Linked DNA regions of Sus scrofa: region 1 is linked to region 2. Evidence: chromatin contacts called from public Hi-C data. All regions are on one chromosome and are shown on one strand. The core of a region is the stretch at or near the end of the contact, and the rest is flanking DNA. Distances in the headings are between cores, read along the strand shown. Region 1 has its middle 110 kb from the start of TRIO. Region 2 overlaps TRIO (triple functional domain protein).

What was found. A called contact is a pair of places that touch in the nucleus more often than the background predicts.
Region 1: a Hi-C map of embryonic fibroblasts shows a contact between it and region 2, with 2.8 times the contacts expected there. The contact joins two enhancer-like sites. A contact is called at or near these places in 1 of 47 Hi-C or Micro-C datasets (embryonic fibroblasts) and 2 of 2 datasets of contacts at active chromatin or transcription factors (alveolar macrophages and skeletal muscle).

What each region holds. Positions count from the first base shown.
Region 1 is chr16:3,574,121-3,581,929 of Sscrofa11.1, forward strand. No RefSeq gene overlaps it. Among named protein-coding and RNA genes, the nearest start is that of TRIO, 110 kb to the right of the region's middle. Within about 2 kb of position 4,566, at least 22 of the 83 cell types and tissues checked have an H3K27ac peak or open chromatin away from gene starts, as enhancers often do. A contact at or near this core is called in embryonic fibroblasts, where this site is marked.
Region 2 is chr16:3,714,432-3,721,458 of Sscrofa11.1, forward strand. It overlaps TRIO (triple functional domain protein), which reads left to right. Exons shown (of 56, transcript XM_021077142.1): 6 at 4,045-4,236. Among named protein-coding and RNA genes, the nearest start is that of TRIO, 27 kb to the left of the region's middle. Within about 2 kb of position 5,405, at least 12 of the 83 cell types and tissues checked have an H3K27ac peak or open chromatin away from gene starts, as enhancers often do. A contact at or near this core is called in embryonic fibroblasts, where this site is marked.

The sequences.
Region 1 (7,809 bases), core at 3,316-5,815, 140 kb before region 2:
CGGCCTTGCTCAGTGAGTTAAGGATCTGGCGTTGCTGTGAGCTGTGGTGTAGGTAGCAGATGCGGCTCAGATCCCAAGTTGCTGTGGCTGTGGTATAAGCCAGCAGCTGTAGCTCTGATTCAACCCCTAGCCTGGGAACCTCCGTATGCCGAGGGGTGCGGCCTTAAAAAAGACAAAAAACAAAACAAAACAAAAAACAACCCCCCTCCAAAAGAAAAAAAAAAAAACCCTATGTAGGATTAAAGTAGGGTGATTGTAAATTTCCCATCACAGCTTGCGGTGTGGATATGGGGCTGTTTTGGGAGAAACTAGCCTGATGGGCAGTCTCGGAATGGCCTGCTGCTTTTCCATGCGCTTGCTGTACACTAAATCTTTAGCAGCAGCTGCTAGAGCAGTGTGGAAGGCCAGTCATCTGGGGTCAGATAACACCTTTGGAATTATGCTCCATAAGAGAGTAAAATAAGTGCATCCAGAAAGCAATAACCTGCTTGTAAGGTCAAAGGATGATATTTAAAATATCATGTTTATTTTCTTCTCTCCAAATGTTACTAATGCCAATCTTGCCCTTCAAGAAAACCTTGTAAAATCCTTAACTGTTATTTCTGCTGCTGCCACTGGCTACCGTCCGTGTGTCTGTCATTCTCGATACCGTGCAGGTGTTTTTATGTATACTTTTTTTTCGTATAAAATCTACCTCCCCCTCCCCCATTTCCAGCAGGTGGAATCTATTTCTGTGTTAGGATGAGGATCTCAGCCTCTGGGGAGGTTGAATGATTGCTCCAGTTTGCACTGCTTTGTAAGGGCTTGAGCTGGAATCTAAACCCATGGCTGCCAGACCACAAAGCCCCCATATGCCTGAGGGAGGGAGAGTAGAAATGGCCCTCGCTCTGTATAGCATCCCAGGGCCTGTGCTGTAATCTTCAGATGCTTAAACCTGAATGGGTATAGCCTGGTGTGTTGTGGATGGTAGCTGTAATTTACAAGTCTCACACCAAACAAAAGCAGAATGAAAGATTCTAGGATAGAGCAGGCATTTTTTTTCTTTATGTTGGTCTGAGCCCTATAATTTAGCTTCTGTGCCTTTTTCTTTTCTCACCTTTTTAAAACTAATGTTCCTTTTTACATGAATAACTCTAGTAACCCCAGCTTTCCAACTGAAGTGTATTGGGTTCCCACCCGATTCTGTCTCGGGAGGAAACCTGCGGACGTGCTGGTTCTTATTTCCCTGGCCGAGTGGACTAGGACTGAAGTGCACAGGAGGAAGTCTGTGCAGTGTCAAGGTTGGCCAGGGGAAGTTTGGAAGGGCTGAGAGGCTGCCCAGCCAGGGAAGCTTTTCAGCCTGTTGCTGTGTGTGACACATTGTAAAGATTACTGGCCTTCCTTTCTGGCTGAGGAAGGGGGAGGGGGGGTGATGGGGAGGGGCCAGGGGCTGCTAGGCTGCTTTTCTGGGGACAGTTTTATGAGGTGGGTGTGGTAACTCCTGTGATCTCTATATATAGTTATTTTGTTGCAGCCACTCATTTCTTTGCTGTTATTCATGGAAATGTGCACATAGATGATGGGTGTTGTGGCCATGGGAAATAGATTCTTTTCTCTCCATCCTCTAACAGTGAGGTAACTCTTGGGAATGTGTTCTAGGTTTTCCTTTTTGTTTATTTATTTCTTTATTTTTTTGTCTTTTTGCTATTTCTTGGGCCGCTCCCATGGCATATGGAGGTTCCCAGGCTAGGGGTCCTATCGGAGCTGTAGCCACCGGCCTACGCCAGAGCCACAGCAACGCGGGATCCGAGCCGCGTCTGCAACCTACACCACAGCTCACGGCAACGCAGGATCGTTAACCCACTGAGCAAGGGCAGGGACGGAACCGCAACCTCACGGTTCCTAGTCGGATTCGTTAACCACTGCGCCACCACGGGAACTTCTAGGTTTTCCTTTTTGTAGGGTGCATTTTCGTCAGTCACACCTCATCTGGCCCCCCTCACAGTTGTAGCCTGATTTTATGCCTGTGATTGCTCAGGTTTATTCCCTGTTTAAGACCCACCCAGCATCATTTCCACACTGACAACATGTTCTGTTTTCACGTGTCTGTCTTGGACTTTTACTGTTTCAGTCAGAGGATGGTTCAAATGCTGGTATCTTGCATGTAGACATTATATAACCTGAAGTGTATTGTACTCTTTAAAATCTGCTTTGCATTTCCTCCTGGTTTACTCAAGGAGTTTCTGAAGTTTTCAAGATTTTTAGTTTTTGTTTAACTCTTTTAAAAATTTTCTAGAATTAAAAAAGTAGAATTGGCCTGCTGTTTAATGGGAGAGTATGTACTTTGACGTGCTATTTTAGTTTATCTTTGATTTTAACCACCAAAGGAGGTACGAGGCTCAGATCCTTATCACCTTAGTCGAATTGAGATTTCACTGTATATATTATTTTTGGCTATTTAGTTGGTTCATGTCTTCATTGTTGATTACATTTAAAGTTTGCTGAGATTTTTTGGGGGTTGGGGGGGGTCAGGTAAGTTTGTTTTGCGAGGCCGGAACTCATGTTCGGAGAAGCATTCAGATTCCCCAGTTACTAATTCACTGCAGGTGCATCACCTCCCCCCCCCCCCCACGTGTGTGTGTGTGTGTGTGTGTGTGTGTGTGTGTGTGTACATTTTATGTATATTGAATTATTATGTATTATTATGTTTCTGAACCAGGTAAGAGTGAGTTGTAGAGGTGATGATGTCCTTACCTATTAAAGGTGATTGAATATTATATTCCAAGAGCAAGGACATTCTCTTATATAATGTCCCCAGTCAGGAAATTAATTTTGATATATTATTATCTAAATCTGCTAACTTTAATAAAATGTTACTAGTTGTTCCAGAAACTGTTGGTGATTAAACACATGTTGGTGGTCCAGCATTCTCTCCAGCCACCTCTTACATTTAGTTGTCATGTCTCTCTGGTTTTCTTTAATTTGGAACATTTCTCCAGTTTGTCTCTTTCATTACCCAGATATTTTTGACTACCTCAGCCTGGGCTGTATGATTCCTCCTGAGGAGGTTCAGGCCAGGCATTTCTGCACAAGGGCTGCGTCCTGTTCAGAGCGCCCTGGCAGGGACGCAGCTGTCAGCTGCTCCACTGTGGGGCGTTCATTTGGTCATTTGGTTCCAGTAGTGACTACCAGGTTTCTCCACTGTATATCCCCTTATAATTAGCTTTGCTTTGGGAGATAATTTGAGACTATGTATAGTCCTGTGCCTTTCTTGACTTTTGCTGGTTGCAGTCTCCATTGATGACTTGTGTGATGGTTGCAAAGGGACAATTTTCCTGACTTCATTACTCCTCTATTTCGGTGACTTTCTAATGTAAGGAAGAGCTTTCCTTCTTATTTATATATGTATGGATTTCTCTTTTATTCAGTGGGTTGTAATGCTTTCCTCTCTCTCTCTCTCTTTTTTTTTTTTTGTCTTTTTAGGGCTGTACCTGTGGCATTTGGAGGTTCCCAGGCTAGGGGTCTAATTGGAGCTGTTGCTGCTGGCCTACGCCACAGCAACGCCAGATCCAAGCTGTGTCTGCGTCCTACACCACAGCTCACGGCAATGCCGGATCCTTAACCCTCTGAGCGAGGCCAGGGATTGAACCCGCAACCTCATGGTACCTAGTCGGATTCGTTTCTGCTGCGTCACGACGGGAACTCCCTGCTCTTTTTTTAAAATTTGTTTTTTAGTAAGTATAGTTGATTTACAATGTTGTATCAATTTCTATACAGCAAAATGACAGTTATATAATGTATATATTCCTTTTCTTATCTTCTATCAAAAATATGGAATGCTTCACAAATTTGTGTTTCATCCTCCTGCAGGGGCCGTGCTAATCTCTGTATCGTTCCAATTTTAGTATATGTGCTGCCAAAGTGAACATTGCTCTCATTATTTAGTTTGATGCTCGATTTGTCCAAGATCTGGCCAGTGATGTCCTTCTCGGTTGGCTTCTTTATCTTTTGTGGCTGATCCCCATCATTTTTTGAGAAATTTCTAATTTTCTGACATAATAAGTTGTTCTAGGCTTCTGTTGTCCTCTTCTTACTCCAGCCCTGAAATCAGCTGTTTTTCCAAGGAGCCCTGGTTCATTTTGGCAGAAAACAGTAATAAAACTCAGTCTGGGTGCTAAGGGTGCTTATTGCTATGGGGTGTTTCTTTTAGAACCTCAGGGCACAGAGCTATGAAGCGGGGAGTGTGTGTATACAAACACACATACAGGTATATGCACACACACACACTCAGTGTCACGTACACATGGGTGCTGCCTCTTTGTGCACCCATCAGTAAAGAAAAACTGAGTTTATCCTCATGCCTTCCATGCCAGTCCAGTCTACAGACTGCACTTAAGTCTTGCCTTTCCCAAATGTGTAATTCCTTTCTCTGACTGTGAAGGCTCCTTTTATCCTGTCTTTACTGATTGACTCAGTCCTAAAGAATGCAGAAAGCAGCTTCAAAATGCTAAGCCATACCACTGTGATCAACGAACTTAGATCTTCAAGTTGAAACTGTTCAAATCGGCAGTTAGCGGTCAGCTTCTGTTCAGCTCCGTGCCGTGACACTTAGTCACCCAAGGAAAACAGATGAAGTCATGTGCTGGAACTCCCCTGAGGCGTGTTTAAGAGGCGAGCTGCCAGACTCCAGCGAGAGTCCCCTCACTTTGTGGGGATGTGGAAGCACAAAATTGAAAAATAAGGAATTGCTGAAAAAGAAAGGGAGATTAATTTCTAAAAAGCATGGTTTATAAAGATGATACCTGTTGTGGGAAAAACAGTTTATCATCTCTACCCTCACATACTAATTACTGATAGAGAGGCGGACCAGGGCAAGTGTTGTAGTGAGAACAAGTCACGAGGTGTAAGAGATGGCCTGGGATGGGTGTGTTAGGATGAGGGTGGAGGCGGGTCTTCTCTCAGGAATCCTTCGTGTGCTACGAGTTGGGGAGGAGCTGAGTTCTTTCCAGAAACCACCTGCAGTAAATGTAACACAGCTATGTAGTTTCTATTTTTGCGGGGGATTTCTAAGAGGTGGGTGCATGCACTTAGTTCTAGAAAGCATGGACCACTGGGTGTGGATCTTATGTTACAGGCCAGGTGAATATTTGCTGTTCAGTGTTTTGCTCCATTAAATGAGGACATAGAATGTGGGCCCTTGATTTGAACCCAATTTCATATATTGTGTTCTGTATTTTCTGTGACTGTTCACATGCTTGTTAGATTGTGCTCTGGAAAATTCAGCCTCTGTACTTCTATCGGCCCTTCCTACAACTGGATATTTTAGCAGGAAAGGAGAATCGTATTTACTTCTTAATATTTTAAGGATGAAACCCTTTTGACTGAGAAATTTTGGAGCGTAAAAATCATGACTGCTAGTGGGTCGAGCATTCTGGAGAAAGGCTTTTGGGAGATGAAGATGTTCAGGGATTAGCTAAAAGTGATGGTTGCACAACATTGTGAATATACCAAAACCCACTGAATCGTATACTTTAAAAGTGTGAATTTTATAGTGTGTGAGTTATATATAAACAAAAAATAGTTTTGGCTAAATTGGCAGTATTTCAGATTCTTAAACAGCTTCATCTTTTGAGCGCTTACAGCCACCAGCTGTTTCATTTTCATAGCCCCCTGCAAGGTAGGCAGTGATGTCCAATTTTATACCTGAGGGAGGCGGCTCGGAGAGGTTCTGAACTTCCCGCAGGTTAGTGGCTCTTCGGGATGGACAGGAGGACGCCAAGTGCCCAGTGGTCTTCTCCCAGAGGTAGGCGTCTTGGGCGGAAACGAGGGTTTGCTCACTATGGTTTCTCCTGTGGCGCCATGTGTATCACACTGACAAATGTGACATCATTCAGGGAGCTTTCTACATCCCTTTTTTTGGTGCCAGGGAGAGGAAAAAAGAAAATCACTGTTTTTTAAAGGTGGGCATTATAGGTAAGATCTCACTGGGCTTCAGCTGTGATTTGATGGTATATTTGGTAATTTCCTAGAAAACATTGGATTAACAGTCATGCGGAGAATTTCAGGGCGGCGGGGGGGGGGCAGTCAAAAAGAACGGGCCAGACTTTGTTTCCCAATGGGTAGTGTATTTGGGGACAGTGAAGGGCACACCTGAGATGGTTCAAGCTGATGACGCTTGGTTTCCCTGCTAGCCTTCTGGGAGAGTTGACAGGAGGGTCACCTTGCTGCTATATTCCTGTTGCACATGGCCTGAGCACTAAAAATTGCACCCAGGGTTCTCCTGCTAGTGTGAGTGCTGTATTCTTGAACGTTGGAGGCAGCTCTGCTCACTTGCATACACGACCAGGAGTACGTGTTAGACTCCAAGATAGAAAAACTATGAATTTGCATAAAGTCGCATATGCTCTGTTGCAAGAATTTTCATTGTGCCTGTTTTAGAATTGAGTTGACACTTCATACAGAGTATTTTAGCTTCACTTAGAAGGAGATGTCTCAGGAAGAAGAAGAATTTGTGTGGCTTTGAAATTACTTTTGGGCATGGTCCCTGAAAGAAATGAACTGCTGAAGACTTTTGTTCTTTTGAGGCATTTTGAAACCCTTTCTCCTGATGATATATGTTAAAAACACATAAAGCAGGTTGGGCTTTTGTCTGGTGTGTGGCATACTTGCTAAGGGACCGGAGGTCTGGTGGAACAAGAGCCTTCCTACTGGGTGGTGACCTTTTTATGATGGTTGGTCTGTCTTCTTTGTTTCTCGGTTTCAAATGCCCAGCTCAGAATTACTTAGCACTTGAAGTGGTTTTCATCTTCAAAAGACTTTATGGGCATTATTTAATATACATGGAACTGTGTAATGAATGAGCTGTTTATCCTTTGAGGAGTGTCAATATGCCAGGTGCCGTACAGCTGGAGAAGACAAAAATAATATTCTGGCCAGTGGGAGTTTATCTTCTAAAGAGGCAAGGTGATTAGGCAGATTCTCTCTTCTGGCCTCTTTTAAAACTGTGCTGGGGAATAATGCAGAAATTAAAATTATGAGAGGTGATCACCTAGCTCAAATCCACTTAATTGGAATTGCTCTCAAGGTGAAAATGAAATTTGAGGCACTCGTAGAAAGACCTAGTCATTTATCGCCTATTTATTGATACCTATTTTTCCCTGTGTCACGATGAGGATTTTGGTACAGCTAGGACAGAATCACCTTCAGTTCTCTTTCTCCCACTCCCAGTTCTCCTTTTCTTTACCTGGTGTAGGAATCTTCTTTATAACCAAGGCCACATGTGAATCACAACTGCAGTTTTCTGAGTTTCAGACTGAGTCAGGACATCCACCTTGGCTGGGCCGACCTTAGGGGAAGGTTCTGGACCTGTTGCCCCATCAGCCTCTTAAACCCCTGTTGCACATCTCATGCTGTGTCCATGCTTTTGCCTCTGTCTCTGTGTTTGGTGTTCCCTCTTCTTGGTTTTCCCTACTGACCCAGCTCAAGCATCCCTTCCTTTGGGAAACTGCACCTGTCTGTCGTCTCCCAGCCTTGCTGGTCTTTAGTGGTGGCCTGATACCTTGTATAGGCCATGGTTTGGTGTTGGTTCTTTGGGTCGTGATTGTTTCCCGTGAGTGTGAGCTGCTGGGCCACCGATTCAGGGCAGGCTCCAAGGAGAGGCAAGTAAATGCCTGTTGTGATTTATACCCATGGTTCCTTAACCCAGCCTGTATCAGAAGCTCTGAAAAAGTTTTAGAACGTTACAGAATCTCTAGCAGTTCTCATTTAGCAGTTCCAGAATAGGGCTCTGGAATCTGTATTTTGAAAAAAGCCCAACTGGTAATTCAGATG
Region 2 (7,027 bases), core at 4,155-6,654:
CGGGCCACACCCTGGCTCCCTGCCAGCAGGCTGTGCAGGGCCTTCTGAGGATTTGATGGTAGTGTGGGAAGGTCTCGGGGTTAGCAGTGTGTACGGAGCTTGTTTTAAGTTGTAAACAGACAAAGCAAAAATAAACAAACCGGTGAAACTTGAACCAATTATTTGGCCAGTTAGACATGCACGTTTTAACCCTGGCTTCTGTGCCATACCTCCTGGGAGCCTGTTGGGGCTCCAGAAAACTCCAGAGGCCAAGTGAGTTTCCTGAACTAACCCCACTGTCCATTTGCTGACTGCCCTTCATGGCGAGGAAAGTAGCCAGTCTGCTGCTCTTCTCAAGGGCATCCTCCAGGTCTCCTAAAACATGAGCATTCCTCTCAAGTTGTACTAGAGAGTGGGGTCCAGACATCAGCCTTGCCTGGGATTCTTTGTCTCTCATTGACCCCCTTGGCCTGTTGTGATTCGATAGGGGTTGCTATAAGACCACAGTGCAAACAAAACAAAACAACAACCCAATGATGAATTTGAAGTAGCATTTTTATTACATTTTTGGAGTTAATATAACTAAAATGAAACTGTATGTTGTTCTGTAGAACATATGGTTATTTCTGTTGACAGTTAAGCTTCTAGAAATTTTCACTTCAAAGTTTTTGGTGTGGACTTTGAGCCAGACTTGTGAGAACGAGCGCTCTTAGCCTGTAACATTGTTAAAGAGTACTGAAGCAGTAGAAAACGCAGTCTTTGTTTAAACTGGTTCAGTAAGGTGCCATTTAATTAAAGTGTAGTCCGCAAAGTGCTCTGCTTGAGGCAGCTTCCAAGATAAGATTTAGCAGTAACGTTTTTTGTAATAGACACCATCCAAAAAGTTTGATATATGTTCTTGAGTTGAAGGTAAGAGAATTTTTGGTCGAAATGATTGAACCAGAGCCTAGATGAAGAGCACTGTAATGTGAGCCTTTGGAGCAAGTGTCTTAGAAGAATTTCTTCCTAAAACATTCCTAGCAGTTTTTCAGAATATTCTGAAACTTCAGCTAGTGGCAAAGGGCACATTCAGTCCACTCTATCATGTGCTTTAAAAACTAGAAATACTAAAATGTATTTTGGAAAAACTGGAAATGGACAGAAAGCCCCCACCCCCCACCTTATTAGTAACACATTTGGAATCAGCAGAAGAGGCAGCATATGTGGCTAAAGGAGTGTGGGTTATGAATGTAGAGGTTTTTAATTCTGATCTTGGGCAGTCTTTTGAATCTCTTTGAGCCACTAAAGTGGGGATAAGCTCTACCTTAACATGGTGTTCCATGTAATGTAAAACACTAAGCAGAGAGCTGCACACGCATAGTAAGTACTTGATAAATGGTAGTTACTATCAGTGAAGTTATCAGTGTCATTAAAACTACTGTTAGTTTTTTGTTTTTTGTTTTTGTTTTTTTTTTAAATAAAAGGGAGTTCCCTTTGTGGCTCAGTGGAAAGGAACCTGACTAGCATCTATGAGGATGTGGGTTCAACGCCTGGCCTCGCTCATTGGGTTAAGGATTTGGCATTGCCCTGAGCTGTGGTATAGGTCACAGAGGTGGCTCAGATCTGGTGTGCCTGTGGCTGTGGTATAGGCTGGCAGCTGCAGCTCTGATTTGACCCCTAGCCTGGGAACCTCCATATGCTAAAAAGAAAAGAAAAAAATAGTGTTTGTATTTTCAGGGTGTGTAGTAAGTAGAAAACTCTTAAAGTATGGGTGAAACTTTTGTTTTTTAGGTTTAAGCATATTTTCTCATTTTCTATAATACATTGCTTTCGTTTCTTTAAGTAAAAGTTTTAATTAAAAAGGGTTATGGTGCCTTGGACACTGAGGGGCGACAGCTGTTGGGAGAGTTTTCCAGGCCTGCCCACCCCTTGTTCTCCATACCTTCACGAGTCCTTAGTGTCTGTCTAGGACATTTACTTGTCCAGAACCGGGGCCTGTTAGCCTTCAGCCCTTGCCTGTACTACCTACAGTGCTTTAAACATTTCTTTTGACAAAAAAAATGAAAAGACTAGATGTCGGTAAGCAAGTTCATAGTCTTAAAGAAAGCACATTAAGGAACATGAGCAGTTGTGCCCATTCTCCTATCGCAGGTATTTATTTTCATTTTTTCGTTCTTTATTTTTAAAAATTTAATTGGAGTATAGTTGACATACAATGCTGTGTTAGTTTCAGGTGTACAGCCAAGTAAATCAGTCATATGTTGTACATATATCCATTCTTTTTCAGATTCTTTCTCCATGTAGGTTATTACAGAGTACGGAGAAGAGTTCCCTCACAGGTCCTTGTAAAGGCCATGATGGCAAGAATGTAGGTGGAGGTCCTTCTGAGGTGGGGGATGGCATGTTGCTGTGTTTGGGACACACTGTTCACTTGGGCTCTGTGCCACCACATCCGCCCTCCTGCTGGAAGTGGTAGAGGTGTGGACAGGGCATGGTGCATAGAGCACAACTCTACGTGTAGCGGGTAGTCTGCTTGAGGGGAGGAGACTAAGGCAGGCCCCTGTGACCAAATCTGGGTAGGAAGGAGCCCGCTCTGCGGGCCCCACGATGGAGCTGTCCAAGTGGACAGCTCTCCTCCAGGTCCTTACAGAGAGCATCTGCCTGTGCTCTTCCTGCAGAGCTTTTGGGTTGATTTTCCTCTTTAGATGCAGAGGAGGCAAAACTTAGCGAATCTGGTCACCTGTCACTAGAGAGAGATTGCCAGTGAGAAGGGAGACCTAGCTGTGGACTTAAAGGATGCCAGTTAGCACACTGATGGCGTTTGGGCCAGTTCCTAACTGATTGTGGCTTTGACTGACTGTCACATTCTCATAAAGTACCCTCTGTCCTTGCTGCATAGACATCTGGTCATCTGTTAGCTGATTCCAGCCTGAAGCCCAGAAAAGTACCTCCGAGGCTGGAGTCTGTGGCTCTCTAATCCCAGATAAAGGTGACTCCATCTAGTTTGGATTTGGGTCAGAAATGGAGGAAAAGAAATGAAGCTACAGAGAAAGACTGGACCAGCGTGTTCTTTAGGACACTTTCTTGAGTGGGCTGCAGACCAGGTGACAGTGACGAGGTTTAGGCAGGGCTCTGAGTGGGAGGCAGTGGGAGGTTGGCCCAGAGGACCACAGGGGAGGAGAGGGAGGAAAAATGTAGAGGCCTTGGGGCAGGTTGGGAAGTTAGATATGATTTAGGGGCAAGAGTGGGAGGAAGCAAAGATGAGTCTGTGATCTGGGGAGACCCATTACCAGGTGCAGTGCTGTGATGTCCGTAGTAATAATAATAATAGTAATAATAGTGATACTACCTGAGGGACAACAACCTGCGATTTGTTGAAGGTATGCATTTGCTATAATAGGAACTTTAAAGAAGAACTTCTCTTACAAGAAAAATGCTTTTGCACCCTTATTTTTGCAATAAACTAATGGAGTTGAAGACAGTGATGTCAACAGAGTGGAAAAGCTTAATTTAAAGTTTGAACGCAGCATTGTTTTCTTCATAGCCCAGTTCACATTCCTTGGTGAATGTGGATCCATTTACAGAAGATTTTTTGTTGGCACCAGCAAGATGACTTGGGCTTATATAGAAAGAAGAGATTGTTTTCATACAAAATAGCCTTTGGTTGCTAAGTACATAGTTTGTGGTCTCTGGGTTCCAGTTACAAACTGCAGTGGTGGGTCCCCAAAGTTCTGGGTGACTGCTTACCATCTGGGCCCTTTTCAGGCTCTGAGGCCAAGACGTGAGTCACAGACCTTCGTGCGCACTCGCATCTGTGTGCCACTGCTCCGTGCCTGCCTCTCTCTCAGCTGGTTGAGTTGTAGGTTTGCATTTAAAAATAGAAACTGAAACTCCTACTTGGAGTTTACGGAAATCCAAACAGCAAAACAGGTGTCCTGGGACCCGCCAGGTGATTCTGCTGTTAAAATGTAACTTTTAAGTTCCCAGGCTGTTTCTGAAAGCGCCCCCCCCCCCCACCACCACGTTCTTGGAAAGACGCCCCTTGTGGGCCTTCGCCCGACCAGCCCTCTCTCCTTCCTTTCGCAGAACGTGTACGTGAACATCAACCGCATCATGTCGGTGGCCAACCGCCTGGTGGAGTCGGGCCACTACGCCTCCCAGCAGATCAAGCAGATCGCCAACCAGCTGGAGCAGGAGTGGAAGGCGTTCGCCGCGGCCCTGGACGAGCGCAGCACCTTGCTGGACATGTCCTCTGTCTTCCACCAGAAGGCTGAGAAGGTCAGTGCCTGCTCCGGTCCCAACCCCGACCCCTCCTCCTCCAGCCCCTCCCAGCCTGGGGCAGGTCCCCACCCGCTGTGCAACCTCAGAACTTACCCCACCTCTCTGTTCCTTACTTTCCTCATTCGCGAAGTGGACATGAAGGGATCTACCCAAGGGGCTGTTTGATGGTGTGAAGGAGGTAATCATATTGGGTGCCTGGCACGGTGCCTTCTGTACAGTAGGTGCCATAAATGCCCTCTACTCCCACTCCTCTTCTCCCTCATGGTCATCACCTGAGAATTCCAGTCAGGATACTTTGGTGTGAGTAACGGAGTGCCAGACTCTGGGGGTTGGCTCTTCTCACAGAACAGAAAGTTGCGAAGTATAGGGGGTTCCAGCCGCATGGAGCTGTCGGGGCTGGGGGGCTCCTGGCCTGGCTTGGCCTTTCCCTGTGGTTGGGTCACAGGTGGATGCTGCAGCCCTAGCGCCAAGGCCCTCAGCCTCTTCTCCTGTCACTTTCTCAGGGCAACATGATTTGCAGAAGGTCCCTCCAGCCCAGCAGGCTTCCCCCCGGTCCCCTTTGCCAGGAGTGGGGTGCACAGGAGGGAAAGTGGGAAAGGGCAGGGCTAGGATTTCCGCCTCCCCAGCAGTGAGCAGGCTCTGCCAGCAAGGGCTGGGCTGGAAAAATGGTTTTTGGGTCAGTGGTCTGCAAGGTCTCTCACAGTTGTTAGATTACTGTACGCATTTGGACCTCACATTGGCTTCATCTGCTGATGGTCTGGTCATGATACCTTATCTCAGAGGTAACACTCCCCACACTCCAGACAGGTTAACCTGCCCGAATGAACGCAGCAAAGGAAAGTGAACTGCTTGTGTCTCAGAAGCTAGTGGTGGAGGCCAGGCAGTAAAACACCTTGTCAAGATGTGGAGGAAGAAGGCTCAGGAACGTTTAGCCACTAGGAAGGCATGTGGGAAGGAGACACATGGTTACCTTAAGTTACAGGAAAAACACTGGTAGAGCTTCCTCAGGGATAATTTTTTTGGGAAAAAAAACTTACATTCATAGGGATTTGCACTGATGCTTCTAAAACAGAAATAGTATCCTTTTAATCTAGAAACAGTCTCCGCTGAGGCAGCGAGGGAGGGCAGGATCTTAGCAAGGCAGCTGGAATGTTGCATGAGATGCTAATCAGTAGTGATCTCAGCTCCAGAAACCTTTAAAGTATGAAGCAAGAGAGGAAACAGAGTGGGATAGAAAGAGGAAAAAATCTTAATAGCCTCATGTGAAAGCTGTGAGTGGGGATTTAAGTTTTAGTGGTAAGATTTTTCTGCTTACTAATCTAATGAATTTAACTAGTTTTATGATAAAGGAGAAACAAGAGCCCCCCCACAAAACCAGTTTGTTTTAAAGTAGCAGGAGCCCTCTTCAGCACAGAGCACTGTCAACACTTCTCTGTGGCTGCCTCTGGTCCCTGTCATTGTCCAGGTGATGTTGCTCCCTGGATATTACCATGGGTGGGAGATGAGCCATGCGGCCCTGGCTGCTCAGGTGCGGTTTGGAGTGGTAGCATAGTATGGGTACAGCAGCCCCCAGGGCTTGGAGGTGTGTCACTTGGCAGGGGGCCCCCAGAGAGGTAAGTTAAGATGATGTGAATACATTTGCAATAGGGGAAAAAAATAAAGAGGAGTTTCCGTTGCAGCTCAGCAGATTAAGAACCTCACTAGTATCCATGAGGATGTGGGCTTGATCCCTGGCCTTGCTCAGTAGGTTAAGGATCCGGCCTTGCTGCATGCAGGGCTGCAGCATAGGTCGCAGTTGCGGCTCGGGTCCAGTGTTGCTGTGTGTGTGGCTTGCCTGGCAACTGCAGCTCCAATTCATCCCCTAGCCTAGGAACTTCCTTATTCCACAGGTGCAGCCCTAAAAAGGAATAAAAAAAAAAAAAAGTTTGCAATAGCGCTAGCTGCTGAGGGGAGTGATGGACAGTCTGAAACAAAGTAACACGTAGGGAAAATCTCTCATAATGGCAGGATTCAGAATTACAAATGAACCCAGAAGATTAATTGCTGCTCTGAACTGCCTGAAAATAATGTAGAAATGTGAGTGCCATGGGGTGTTTTCCACTAATGTTTTATTATCAAAAATTTTAAACAGCAGCAAAGTTGGAAGAGCCTGGTGGGTTTTATTTGGATAAAATGAATGGTGGTAATTTATGGATTTGAAGGAAACTCAGTTGGATGAATCTGTGAACAGAATTTCCTGGGATCCTGAGTGAGCTCTAACGGCGCATGTGGTCCCCGTACACATCAGGGGCCAGAGACGCCAGTATAGCCTTAGAGGCAGAGTGGCCTTCTGGGGAAGGCTCACATCTCAGAGGGACTCTGACTGAGGCAGTCCGCCTGTGCCAGGCAGCTGAAGCATGCAGAGGGGACAGCTTCGGAAAGCACTCTCTTCCCTCAGGTTCAAGTGTGTATCTCCCCCTCCACTGAGTTTCAGATGCAGCAAAGAAGATCACACCTAGTAAGTAGTTGACTTGTCCAGCAGAGGAATCTCCAAATAGGTCAACTCCGTCCCCTCCTCCCCTTTTTGGTGTAATACTATTTTATTAACACTTAAAACTTCACTGACAATGCTGGCCATGCCTTATGCTCAGATTCTTGAAATAAAGACATGTGGACAGAGCTTTAAGGGTGCAGTGTGAAACACAGCATAAAATACTAACAAAACTTAAGGAGTGGTATAATAACTATACCTCTGTACACAGGTATAGGGACAAGCCCTCCAAGGGGAAGAAAAGCTCAGGACTGAACA